Regions from separate parts of the Pan troglodytes genome. Here region 2 is linked to region 1. The links are chromatin contacts, called in public Hi-C maps. All regions are on one chromosome and are shown on one strand. The core of a region is the stretch at or near the end of the contact, and the rest is flanking DNA. Distances in the headings are between cores, read along the strand shown. Region 1 holds the start of HID1 (HID1 domain containing). Region 2 holds the start of ARMC7 (armadillo repeat containing 7).

Region 1 (6,968 bases), core at 2,018-4,517:
TTTCCTGGCATTAAGATGATCTAAGGGCCGGGCGTGGTGGCTCACGCCTATAATCCCAGCACTTTGGGAGGCTGAGGGGGGTGGATCACAAGGTCAGGAGATTGAGACCATCCTGGCCAACACGGTGAAACTCCGTCTCTACTAAAAATACAAAAAAATTAGCCGGGCATGGTGGCATGTGCCTGTAGTCCCAGCCACTTGGGAAGCCGAGGCAGGAGAATTGCTTGAACCTGGGTGGTGGAGGTTGCAGTGAGCCAAGGTTGCACCGTTGCACTCCAGGCTGGGTGACAGAGCGAGACTCCGTCTCAAAAAAAAAAAAAAAAAAAAGATGATCTACGGAGGAGAATGCCCATCTGAGTGGTAGAAGACCCCCTGAGGCTAGGTGAGGGTGGACTCAATTAAATCCAGTAATATTTCCATGTCACTTGGAGTTCCTGGTTGCAAACCACAGAAATGGCTCTGAGTGATGGGCAAGACCAAAGGGGTCAAAATTTCACCTGGAGTGGCTGGTTAGCAAGAGTTCTCAATTCTTTTCTTCTCCTTCTTCTCCTCCTCCTTCTTCATACCTTCACTTGCCTTTATTATTTTTTCTTCTTTTTGAAGGCTGAGCACGGTGGCTCCTGCTTGTAATCCCAATGCTTTGGGAGGCCCAGGCAGGAGGGTCGCTTGAGCTCAGGAGTTTGAGACCACCTGGGCCACATGGCAAAACCCCATCTGTACAAAAAATACAAAATTAGCCGGGCGTCATGGTGTGCACCTGTAGTGCCAGCTACTTGGGAGGCTGAGGTGGGAGGATTGCTTGAGCCTTGGAGGTAGAGGGTGCAATGAGCTGTGATCATGCCACTGCACAGTCTGAATGACAGAGGGAGACCCTGTCTCAAAAAACTAAAAATAAATAAAGAAATAAACTGTTAGCATGTTGCCAGTTTTTGAAAGTCATTGTGCTAGCTATGTAGTGTTATCTTACTGCGGTTTCAATTTGCATTTCCCTAATGATTATGATTGAGAGTTTTTAATGTCACTCTGGCCTGGAATGCGGTTGAGTGATTTGTAGAATAGACTGGATTTTTTTTTTAATGCCAAATAAAGGAACTATTCATTCATTATCTTGGAATGATTAGAAAAGCCATGAAACCTGCCAAGGATTTTGCCCAGGGCGGGGAAAACCCACCTCTGGAGAAAGGCTAGAGCTACCCTATCATTGTCCTGTGGAGTTTGTTTGTTCAGTGAAATGGCAACACCCTTCGCACTCCTCTTTCCCTCCACACCCGCTCCACCCTGCCACACTTTTGCTCCCAGATGGCGTGCCCCTCATTTTTCACCTGTAGAATTCCTCTTTAAGTGAATGTCACATCCTTTTGAAGCATCTAGGGGCCAGGCATGGTGGCTTACATCTGTAATCCCAGCACTTCGGGAGGCTGAGGTGGGAGGATCCCTTGAGGCCAGGAGTTGGGGATTAGCTTGGGCAATGTAGCAAGATCCTGTCTATACAAAAAATGAAAAAAAAATTAGCTGGGCATGGTGGTGTGCACCTGTAGTCCTAACTACTCAGCAGACTGAGGCAGGAGGATTGCTTGAGCCCCAGCATTCGAGGCTGCAATGAGCTATGATTGCACTACTGCACTCCAGCATGGGCAACAGAGTGAAACCTCGTCTGTAAAATGAATGCATGCATGAATGAATGAATGAATAAATAAATAAATAATAGGGCTGGGCATGGTGGCTCACACCTGTAATCCCAGCACTTTGGGAGGCTGAGGCAGGCGGATCATTTGAGGTCAGGAGTTCAAGACCAGCCTGGACAACATAGCAAAACTCTATCTCTACTAAAAATACAAAAAAATTAGCTGGGGGTGGTGGCGGGCCCCTGTAGTCCCAGCTACTCGGGCGGCTGAGGCAAGAGAATTGCTTGAACCCAGGAGGTGGAGGTTGCAGTGAGCTGAGATTGTGCCACTGCACTCCAGCCTGGGTGGGCGACAGAGCGAAACTCCAGCTCAAAAAATAAAAAATAAAAAAGCATCCAAGATTTCCAGAAGCTTCCAGACATAGCTTGCAAAATGATGTTGTGGAAAAAGCGCAGCCACATTTGGATGAGCTCCTTACTACCTGTGTGGCTTTGGGCAAGTAATTGCTTTAAGCCTCATTTTCCCCAAGTGTAAAATGGGGATAAAATAATACCTCAGAAGTAGCTATTAGAGATATCGTCATTGTCGTCTTGTTTTGATTTTTTTTTCCCCCCGAGATGGAGTCTTGCTCTGTCGCCCAGGCTGGAGTGCAGTGGCGTGATCTCGGCTCATTGCAACCTTTGCCTCCCAGGTTTAAGCAATTCTGCTACTTCAGCCTCCAGAGTAGCTGGGATTACAGGCGTGCGCCACTACGCCCAGCTAATTTTTGTATTTTTAGTAGAGACGGGGTTTCACCTGTTGGCCAGGCTGGTCTCGAACTCCTGACCTCGTGATCCGCCTGCCTCGGCCTCCCAAAGTGTTGGGATTACAGGCGTTAGCCACCGCACCCGGCCTTGTTTTGATGATTAATCTGCCTCTATTACAGGCTTATTTGGCTGTACCCTGGCCGCTTCTTTCCTTATCCCTCTCCCTAGCTGCTAGCCATAAAGAGCAGGCTGTACTACTTATGTCCGCTGTGTCCGTCCATGACACAGAGTTGGCAAATACCAGACCCTCAGCACATTTGTTGAAATGGATGAATCTCAAAGGATTCTCTGGGAATCTGGTGGCTAGAGAGGGGTCGGGACCGCGAGGGACTCTTGCGCTCATCAAGGCGAGGAGCTGCTTTCCTGGAGTATGGAAACTGAGTCAGCGCCTCCCTCCCTCATAACCGAGGGCCTGCGGGACTGTCTGAACACGTGGGTTTGACAGGTCAGAAAAAGGGAGAACCAAGAGAGTGGATGCTCAGAAAACATGAATGGGAAAGATAGACTGAGAAGGAGGAAAGTGGGATGGAGAGGGCCAGCTGAGACGTGGGCCAGGGGCCGGAGCGGGGATGAAGGGTGAGGACCGGGGCGGGGGACGAGCTGCGAGGAGGGTTTTGGGCCCTGGGGACTGCGTGGTAGCAGCGGAGGCGGGTACAATGCTCCGACGCAGAAGGAAGAGCGTCGAGGCTCCGGGTGGGACCTGAGAAGGCGCCCGGCGTGCGGCGGTGCTGGGTTGGAACCGCGGACTCCGCGGGTCTTCGGCGGCGGGCGCGGCAGGTGCAGGAGGCGGAGCCACGCGGGGGCGGGGCCTGTCGGGGCGGGGCCGACGAGGGCCGGGGGCGGGGCGCGCCGCTTGTCTCCTGCGAGAGCCGCGGGGGCCGCGGAGCTGGAGCCGGAGCTGAAGCCGGAGCCGGGCTGGAGTCTGGGCGGGGGCTGGGCCGGAGCGGGCTCCAGAGACATGGGGTCGACCGACTCCAAGCTGAACTTCCGGAAGGCGGTGATCCAGCTCACCACCAAGACGCAGGTGCGCCACGGGGGCCCCGGCGTCCCCATCCACCTGCCGGGCTGGGGGCTGGGCAGGGCCGGGGGTACGCGAACTTGGCTCGCCGGGAGATGGGGGGACGGGCGGGCCCCGAGCGTAACGCCAAGGCCAGCGCCGGTACGGGACCCCGCGGCCTGTACCTGGAAGCTCCATCCCCTGGCCCTAGTCCCCCACCCTCAGCCTCCTCTCCTGGGAACACCCCTCTCCCCGAAGCCGCTGCTGCCACCTTAGGCTGACGTGTGCCTACTCCCCGAGCCGGCGACACAGCTGTCCGCCCCCTGTCCCGCCCCGCGGCGTCCCCAGCTTCGCATCTCCAGCCTCCCGCCGCCCCCACCCACCCATCCACCGTCCGCTCCCCTCCCTGCCCCTCATTGCCCGCGGGTCCCGGACGCACAGTCCCTGTTGACTCAATGCAAACAAAGCCTGGCTGGCGTCCGCCCGGGTCGGAGAAACAGCTGGTGTGCGCGGCAGCGGCCTCGCTGGGCCCTGGTCGATGCCCGTGGGCAGGGAAGGCCCAGGTCTTCCTGGGAACACGCAAAGAGTGGCGGGCAGCGAGGCAGCCTGGTGAGGGGCCCTGTCCCCAGGCCTACTGAGCACAGCTCCCAGCTGGGGACCTCTCCAGGGGCCTTCCCCGAGGCCCTGCGAGGGAAAGGCTGTTAGCCTGTGTGCTCTGTTCTCTGGCTCAGGGATGGGGACCGGCAGGATGACCCTCAGTCAGCTGGTGAGGGGCCTAAGGACCCTCCAGTCTAGTCCATGCTCATAACTCTCCTGTGAGTCCACAAGTGGCCCAATAGCCACCTCCTTATACCACCTGGCCCCAGCAAGACTGCTTCTCTGCCCACCCCTTCTCTCCTGGCTTTTTGAATCAGGCCACCGTGGCCACAGAGATGCTCGGCCCTGACTCTCCAGGTCCCCCATTTTCAGGGGACACAGGACCTGCTGCCATCTGGGATCTTCCTCTTTCCTGACCCCCCCACCTCCTGCTCTCCAGGGCTCTCTCTTGCTGCTGGAGGTTAGAGTGGGATGGAGGAAGCCATCTCCCACAGCCAGCTGGTCACAGTTCCAGGGGCCAGACCTTGCTCCCTCACCCCTTTCCCCACCCTGGAAGGGTCAAATTTGCGGCAAATGCCCAGGGCCTCTGGAGAGTCCAACCCCGGCTGAAAGGCTCTTGATAGAAACCAGACCGCACTTCTCTCCATTCCCCACGGCTCCTGGGTCGTTCTGGAGCTTGGCTTTTTTAGGATGGGGTTTTCGTTCTGTGGGTGGCAGGGAAGGTGGCAAGTGGGCTAGCCCCTCAGTGTAGGGCTGCAGGGAGAGGAGTGGGGAGGCAGGGAGGAAGGGAGGCTCCCATGTTTACCTGCCTGGGGAAGAAACACCTTGTTGGAGGATTGCACTGTGGGCTCAGCAGCTGGGGTCCTTTGCCAGGCCAGTGGGGCCAGCTCAGCAGAGTACCAAAGGCTCTGGAGTGGCCTAGATTCCTACCTGCTCAGGCCTTTTCCCCAAAATACTGTGTCCCTCTGTCTTTCCCTGGCTACAGCCCTATGATGGGCCACTTGAGATGGTGCTGTTCTGTTTCCCAGCTGAGGACACTGAGTAGGCTTGGAATAGAACCTGGATAGGCTGGAGATCAGACCAGCCTTCTGGAGAGCACTGGGTCCTGTAGGTGGACGGGGGCCTGGGCTGCCCGGGGGGAGAGGCCTTCAGCGGCTGAAGCCTTGGACTCTGTGTAAGTGACCTGACTTCGGTAGCTTGGGTGTGAGGATCAGAACTCAGATGATCATCACTGATCTTACCACTTGGAGTCCCCAAGGAGATTCAGGCCAGTTGTCCATAGGATGATATGTGGTTCCAGGCTCTTACAGGGTGTGGCTTGGGCAGTAGACAGGCAGAACTAGCCCCTTTTCCTGTGGCCTGGGCCTGTATCCCTGCTGCTCCACCTTCCTTGCCTTCCTGCCCTGCATCCTGTTTTCTTCCTGCCCCATGGTCCAGTCCTGGGTCAGGCCTGACCCTGGTCCTGAGAGCCAGCCGCTTTGGCTGTGTTTCCTGGTGCTTCCTCATAGTAGGTGGGGCTCTGGAAGGAGACAGTCCCAGACCTGGAACCCTCTCCCAGATCCCGCCTGTTTGGAATTCTCTGCTGCAGGCCAGATGAACCTGGCGGGTGCATATTTACATGTGTATACATGTATGTGCATGGGAATGCATGGTGACACAGTCCTCTAGAGCAGGCTTAGCAGGCTTGAGGACTAGGGGACCTTCCCCCTGCACACCCTGAGAGTCAAAAGATACAACTGCTCCCCCAGGTCTGAGTGGGGGTCTAGTCTGAGCAGGGGCCTGGAAAAGCTGGGTTAAGAATATCTGATTTTGGGCCGGGTGTGGTGGCTCATGCCTGTAATCCCAGCACTTTGGGAGGCCGAGGTGGGAGGATCACCTGAGGTCAGGAGTTTGAGACCAGCCTGACCGACATGGAGAAACCTCGTCTCTACTAAAAATACAAAAATTAGCCAGGCGTGGTGGCACATGCCTGTATTCCCAGCTACTCGGGAGGCTGAGGCAGGAGAATCGCTTGACCCCAGGATGCAGAGGTTGCGGTGAGCTGAGATCATGCTTCTAGCTTGGGCAACAAGAGCGAAACTCTGCCTCAAAAAAAAAAAAAAAGAAAAAAAAAAAGAAAAAAGAAAAAAGAAAAATCTGATTTTGGCCAGGTGTGGTGGCTCATGGCTGTAATCCCAGCACTTTGGGAGGTGGAGGCAGGAGGATTGCTTGAGCCCAGGAGTTTGAGACCAGCCTGGGCAACACAGCAAGACCCTATCTCTAAAAAATAAAAAAAATTAGCTGGGCTGGGTGGGGTGTGCCTGTAGTCCCAGCCACTCAGGAGGCTGAGGCAGGAAGATCACTTGAGCCCAGGAGTTCAAGGTTACGGTGAGCTATGATTGTGCCACTGCACTCCAGTCTGGGCAACAGAGCAAGACCCTGACTCAAAAACAAACAAAAGAAAAAGAATAAGGGGAGAAGAATACCTGGATTTTTACCAGGGTAGCTCAGTTTCTGTGGCCCTAGCAGCAGCGGCCTGCCTACCTCCAGCAAAAACACTTCCTTCAAAGATCAGATATTGGCTAGGTGCGGTGGCTCACGCCTGTAATCCCAGCACTTTGGGAGGCTGAGGCGGGTGGATCACGAGGTCAGGAGATCGAGACCATCCCGGCTAACATGGTGAAACCCCATCTCTACTAAAAAATACAAAAAAATTAGCCGGGCGTCGTGGCAGGCGCCTGTAATCCCGGAGGCTGAGGCAGGAGAATGGCGTGAACCCGGGAGGCACAGCTTGCAGTAAGCCAAGATTGCACCACTGCACTCCAGCCTGGGCCACAGAGCAAGACTCGGTCTCAAAAAAGAAATAAAAAAGATCAGATATTAGAAGCTTCCTTGGGCTGGGTGGAGGCCAACTGGGGTCATTGAGGCAGGCGCTGAGCCACGTTTCTCCCATTAGAAGCCTAA
Region 2 (6,968 bases), core at 2,127-4,626, 140 kb before region 1:
TTTGGGAGGCTGAGGCGGGCGGATCACCTGAGGTCAGGAGTTTGAGACCAGCCTGGCCACCATGGTGAAACCCCGTCTCTACTAAAAACACAAAAATTAGCCGGGCGTGGTGGCAGGCGCCTATAATCCCATACCCGGGAGGCTGAAGCAGGAGAACTGTCTGAACCCAGGAGGCAGAGGTTGCAGTGAGCTGAGATTGCACCACCGCATTCCAGCCTGGGCGACAGAGCAAGACTCCATCTCAAAAAATAAAATGAAATGAAATAAAATAAAATAAAATAAAAAATGTGTTATTTGATCCTATCAAGACATTCAACCCAATTTCTGGATTATAGGAAATAAAGGGGATAAAGAAACCACAAAGAGGCAATGAGACAAACCGGAAGGGGGAACATTTGCATTCCTGGTTGGGGCCTTCAAGAATCAGTGTTATGAAATGAGGGTCTGTTTAGGGTTACAAGGGATTTATTTCTTGGGGCCAGGAGTTCGAGACCAGTCTGGGCAACACAGTGAGATCCTGTCACAACAAAAAATTAAAAAAAAAAAAAAATTAGCTGGGCATGGTGGTGCACACCTGTAGTCACAGCTACTCGGGAGGCTAAGGCAGGAAGACTGCTTGAGCCCAGGAGTTCAAGTTTATGGTGAGCTATGATCACACCACTGCACTCCAGCTTAAGTGACAGAGTGAGACCCTATCTCAAAAAAAAAAAAAAAAAAGAAGAAAAGAAAAAGAGAATAAAAAGAGAGATTTAAGATAATTTATGTAGTGACTTCCTTCCAATGGGTATAATACGTAAAGAGGGGAAAGAAAGAGTAATTTTACAGTGGAGAAGCCTGACAAGACTTCAGCCAGGTGACTACGCGCGTGTTGGCCAGGCTGCAGTGCAGTGGCCATTCACAGGTGCAATCGTGCAATCACACACACTACAGCCTCAAATTCCTGGGCTCAAGCGATCCTCCTGAGTATCTGGGACTACAGGTGGGCACTGTGCATTGCTTGAAAAAGGAATTTTTGTTTGTTCTCAAAATTTTGTTTGCTTCAAACTATTTCCCACGGCCTAGATCTAAGCTCCTGCAAGCTCTGGTGCCACTGAACTCTCTAAATTCTTTTTGTGCCATTCTCCACTTCACTGCAACGATCCTCCCACATCAGCCTTCCGTCTGGCTCCTTCCTGTTTTAAGGCCTTTGCCCATGCTGTGTCCCAGCTAAAATGCCTTTCTCATGATGGCCAAAACTGAAGTAACCCCCACCTTCCACTGCTGTCTCTCATCACCCCATTTACTTCCTTCTGAGCATCATCTTTTTTGTTTGCTAACCACCTGTCCCCCCTAATAGAATGTAAGCTCCTGAGGGGCAAAGACCTTTCCCTAAGCTGTTCACCATACTCCAGCATTTAGAGCAGTAGCTTGCATATACGGCACATGCGCAATAAATATCTACCCAGTGAATAACTCAATAGGTCTTAAGATCATAACAACGACAAAAGCCATAAGTTACAGACTGCAAGCCATCTCTGCTTCTCTTGATATGAAAACACTAAATATGAGTTATTTTTGTTTTTGAGACAGATTCTCGTTTTGTCACCCAGGCTGGAGTACAGTGGCCCAATCCCAGCTCACTGCAGCCTTGACCTCCCAGGCTTAAGCAATCCTCCCACCTCAGCCTCCTGAGTAGCTGGGACACCACGCCAGACTAATTTTTTTTTTTTTTTTTTTTAAAGCAGAGATGGGGTTTTGTCATGTTGCCCAGGCTGGTCTTGAACTCCAGAACTCAAGTGATCTCCCTGCTTCGGCCTCCCAAAGTGCTGAGATTAAAGGTGTGAGCCACCTCACCGGCCTGAAATTGCTTTTTTTTTGAGACAGAGTCTCGCTGTTGCCCAGGCTGGGGTGCGGTGGTGCCATCTTGGCTCACTACAACCTCTGCCTACCGGGTTCAAGCGATTCTCCTGCCTCAGCCTCCCAAGTAGCTGGGATTACAGGCGCCCACCACCATGCCCGGCTAATTTTTGTATTTTTAGTTAGAGATGGGGTTTCACCATGTTGGCCAGGCTGATCTTGAACTCCTGACCTCAGGTGATCCGCCCACCTCAGCCTCCCAAAGTGCTGGTGCTGGTATTACAGGTGTGTGCCACCGCGCCCGGCTACAAAACTGCTCTTTTTAAAACATATTTTTTTGAGACATGGTCTCACTCTGTCGCCCAGGCTGGAGTGCAGTAGCACAATCTCAGCTCACTTCGGCCTCTGCCTCCCAGACTCAAGCAATACCTCCTGCTTCAGCCTCCAGAGTAGCTGGGCCTACAGGTGCACACCACTGTGTGCGGCTTTTTTTTTTTTTTTTTTGAGACGGGGTCTCACTCTTGTCCCCGAGGCTGTGGTGCAGTGGCACGATCTCAGCTCACTGCAACATTCGCCTCCTGGGTTCAAGCTTCTCCTGCCTCAGGCTCGCTAGTAGCTGGGATTACAGGCACTCGCCACCACGTCTAGCTAATTTTTGTACGAGACGGGGTTTCGCCATGTGGGCCAGGCTGGTCTCGAACTCTTGACCTCAGGTGATCCGCCCGCCTTAGCTTCCCAAACTGCTGGGATTACAGGTGTGAGCCACCACGCCCGGCCCCAAGGACTCACTTCTAATTCACTTATCTCACCCTGGCCCATTTAGGCATCTAGGGAACGGGCCCCGCCCTTACCAATAGCAAACTCCACCAGGGTCTCATTCTCCTCCGACAGCGAATCGAGAAATAAATCCAGGACCTGCAGCTGCCGCAGATACTCGTAGTTGCTGGGGTCATAAGCGAAGTTGGCGAGGTTGGCGAGGACTTGCTCCTTGGCGTCTGCAACGGGAAAGCGGCACTGAAGCCAGGTCCGGGCGGCGGTCACAGCGGACCCTGCCACCTGATCCCACCGTGGCTCTCACCTTGGCTTTGGGTCTCCTGGAATTCCGTGACCAGCGCCTGCAGGTATCCCAGCCGCCCGACGTGGGGGTCCACCTTCGGCTTCTGGGCCATGGCCGCGGTGACGGAGGACCCCCAGGGACGGGCGGGAGGGTGGGAAAGGTGCAGGGGGAAAGCCGAGCGAGACCCTCACCCGCTCTCCACCTGTCTGGAGAGGGAAGAGGGGGTCGGCAAATGGGTTTCTTTCCTGGGTTCAGATTCTGCAGTAATTTGCAGCTGGAAATGGGATATGGGAGATGGGACGGGGTCTCAGAATCCTGTAGGAGTTGCGTTTGAAAATCGAAATTGGGGCGCGGGAGGGAACCGTCTACGGGTTGGGGCTCGCGGAGGGGCACTGGCGCACCGTCCCCGGCTCGGTTCCGGGCTCCCGGCGGAAGCCGCGCTGTCCCTATCCCCGAAGGGGCGGGACGAGGCAGGCGAGGGGCGGGGCCGTCGCCGAACTCCTTGGCGCGCGTGCGCGGCGCGCTTCTGGTTTTCTGGATACCGAAGCTCTTTAGCCTGTGCTGGAACCAGCGGCGAGCGGCTTCGCTGAGGCAGGTGCAGGCGTGGGTGGGTGTACTGCGAGGAGCAGCCTGGCCTCCCGTATCCCATGTCCAGATGCAAATTACTGCAAAATCTGAACGCAAGAAAGAAACCCACTTGCCGCCCCCGCCAACAGATGGGCGGGTGAGGGCCTCGCTCGGCTTTCCCGCCCCACCTTTCCCACTCTCCCGCCGGTCCCCCGGGGTCCTCCCGCCGTCCCGACATGGCCCAGAAGCCGAAAATGTGACACCCATGTCGGGTAGCTGGAATTCCGCGAGGAGCAACTCAGGAGCGCAGCAGAGTCTGGCAGCACCCATGTTGGAGGACGTCGAGGCAGAAGCACCTCCAGGGTCCCCACGGCTGGCGGGGGCGCGGCCCATCCTCCTTGACCAGGACGCCCCTTTGGAGCGCGGGCGTCAGCTCCTTACGCCCCCCATCAGTCCTTTGCCCCTTTTGCAAAAAGCCTAGCGACCCCGACCCGCCCTCCATCCCAGCCCCGAGGTGGGTCCGCCACCTCTGGACAGAAATCAAAGGGTACTGGGTCATGTCCTGGTGCTTTTTGTCAGCCGGGTGGATGGCGCGCGCCCGGGGCAGCACGGGGGAGCCCGAGGAGGAGCCTTGATTGTGGCGCTTTCGGGGCTTTCTGGATGCTGAAGCCCTTCGGCCGATTCCTTCTCGATTATCAGGAAGCGGGTGTGTGATAGATTGCTCGTGGTTACAGGGAACAAAGCACCAGGGAAGGAGGTGGTCTAGCCACACTCCCATCGCATTTGACAACGTAGGGGTAGAGGTGGCTTAGGCTGTGAGTGTCCTGAGAGTGCAAAAGTTGTTAATCTAAATGGAGTCACTTGTGTTAAAAAACAGAACAAAAAAACCCGGACACAGCCCAAGAAACCCATGACAAGAGGGTTCTCGTGCATAAATACCTGATAATGAAAACTATCACAAAGACTCTGCAAAAACCACAACCTTGCACAAAGGGCGTCACAACCTTGCACAAAACATACTTTTGAATGGCCATCTGCCCAGCAACCGCTTGTCCAACCTTGAGTGGTCACCCTTGTTATTAATCCTTCTACCTAAGGATAAATATTTCAAAACAATTATGTAATCCTATTTTTTCCCTTAAAGCCTGTCTTCCTTTACCTCCCTGAATACCCATATAGTTTACTATGGCATGGATACTACCATTGCAATGCCCTATGCCCAAATAGGTATCATTTTCTTTGAGAGAGCCTCTCTGTTATTTAGGTTGACAAAGGCAAGGACCATTATTTTAAGCCCTGGGCCCGGATGAAGGCAGAGTGGCCGTCACACTCCAGCCAGCTGCAGCCCCATTGGAAGCAGGCCTCACCTCTGAGGTTTCAGGTCCTTGTGGTCAGCCCCTGCCCTGTGTACACCCTCTGACGCAGGAGTTTCTTAGTCTGGGTACCTAGGCCCCAGGACCCTCACCAAAGCCCTTTGGCTTCTGTTGGGAGCCTCTGCAGCCTGGGAAGTCCATCTTGCCCCTAGGTGCCCAAGGGGTTTCTCTGCCTCTTGCTGGATAGAGCAGCAAATAGGAGCCCAGAAACAGGGAGGATGGAAGTCAGCTCCATCCCTCCCTGCCCAGGAACTGCCTCAGACCTTCTCTAGAGGTTCGCAGGCAATCAGCTAGATGGGGATTGCAGAATCAGATGGGCCACCCCATCTTCCCTCATTGGTCTTCTCCCTTTTTTTCTTTTTGAGATGGAGTCTTGCTCTGTCGCCAGGCTGGAGTACAGTGGTGCGATCTCGGCTCACTACAACCTCCGCCTCCCAGATTCAAGTGATTCTCCTGCCTCAGCCTCCCGAGTAGCTGGGATTACAGGCACGCACCACTGCACCCAGCTAATTTTTGTATTTTTTTTCTGAGACAGTGTCTCGCTCTGTCACCCGGGTTGGAGTGCAGTGGTGCGATCTCGGCTCACTGAAAGCTCCGCCTCCCAGGTTCACGCCATTCTCCTGCCTCAGCCTCCTGAATAGCTGGGACTACAGGCACCCGCCACGACGCCCGGCTAATGTTTTGTATTTTTAATAGAGACGAGGTTTCACCGTGTTAGCCAGGATGGTCTCGATCTCCTGACCTTGTGATCCACCCGCCTTGGCCTCCCAAAGTGCTGGGATTACAGGCGTGAGCCACCGCGCCCGGCCTAATTTTTGTATTTTTAGCAGAGACGGGGTTTCACCTTGTTAGCCAGGATGGTCTCGATATCTTGACCTCGTGATCCACCTGTCTCAGCCTCCCAAAGTGCTGGGATTACAGGCATGAGCCACCGCACCCAGCCAGTCTTCTCCTTCTTAAGGCCTCAGGGAGGGGCCCTCCTTGGGGTGGAATTCTCAGCCCTTGGTAGGTCTTACCTCTGCCCAGTCTCTGGCACACAGTAGATACTCAATAAATATTTATTGAAGGAATTCTGCCCAGAGATGATTGCTATTCTTGCCTAGGAGCAGGTGAGATGGAAGTTTCCTATGCAGAACATTCATTGATACCTTTTTTTTTTTTGGGAAGGGGGGGACAAGGTCTCTGTCACCCAGGCTGGAGTGCAGTGGTGTGATCACAGCTTACTGCAACCTTGAACTTCTTGGCTCAAGGGATCCTCCCACCTCTGCCTCCTGAGTGGCTTGGACTACAGGCCTGTGCCACCATGTCCAGCTAAGTTTTAAATTTTTTGTAGAGATGGAGGTCTCCTTATGTGGCCCAGGGTGGCCTCTCAAGTGATTCTCCCATCTTGGCCTTCCAAAGTGTTGGGATTACAGGCATGATCCACCACACTTGGCTTTTTTTTTTCCCTTTCCTTAATTTTTCTGTAGAGACAGGGTCTCTATGTTGCCCAGGCTGGTCTTGAAGTCCTGGTCTCAAGTGATCCTCCTGCTCTGACCTCCCAAAGTGTTTTTTTTGTTTGCTTTTTTTTTGAGACAGAGTCTCATTCCATCACCCAGGCTGTAGTGCAGTGGCGTGATCCCAGCTCACCACAACCTCTTCCCCTCCAGTTCAAGCAAATTTCCTGCCTCAGCCTCCCAAGTAGCTGGGATTACAGGCGCCTGCTACCACGCCTGGCTAATTTTTGTATTTTTAGTAGAGATGGGGTTTTGCCATGTTGGCCAGGCTGGTCTTGAACTCCTGACCTCTAGTGACCCACCCGTCTTGGCCTCTCAACGTGCTGGGATTACAGGCGTGAGCCACCACACCCAGCATTTTTTTTTTTTTTTTTTAAAGAGACAGGGTCTTGCTGTGTTGCCCAGGCTGGCCTCAAACTCCCAGGTTTGAGTGATCCTCCCACCTCAGCCTCCCGAGTAGCTGGGATTACATGTGCGCACTGCCATCTCCAGCTGATATCTTTTTTCTTTAAATGTTTTCAGGAAGTGGGCTCATTACGGGATGCACACAAAACCTGGTGGATACTAGCACCAAAAGCACCTATCTACCAGCCCCACCTCCCTCCTTTTCCATTCAACTGAGATGGAGCAGACAGGATT

The links. Hi-C and Micro-C count contacts between places; a contact is called where the count stands out from the background.
Region 2: a contact with region 1 is called in a Hi-C map of induced pluripotent stem cells, with 1.7 times the contacts expected there. The contact joins the promoter of ARMC7 here to the promoter of HID1 in region 1. A contact is called at or near these places in 1 of 7 Hi-C or Micro-C datasets (induced pluripotent stem cells) and 1 of 1 other capture datasets (stem cell-derived neural stem cells).

What each region holds. Positions count from the first base shown.
Region 1 is chr19:87,962,878-87,969,845 of NHGRI_mPanTro3-v2.0_pri, reverse strand. It overlaps HID1 (HID1 domain containing), which reads left to right and starts at 3,267. Exons shown (of 19, transcript XM_511668.8): 1 at 3,267-3,455. The coding sequence starts at 3,390.
Region 2 is chr19:88,101,709-88,108,676 of NHGRI_mPanTro3-v2.0_pri, reverse strand. It overlaps ARMC7 (armadillo repeat containing 7), which reads right to left and starts at 3,376. Exons shown (of 3, transcript XM_016932915.4): 1 at 2,915-3,376; 2 at 2,688-2,831. The coding sequence starts at 3,005.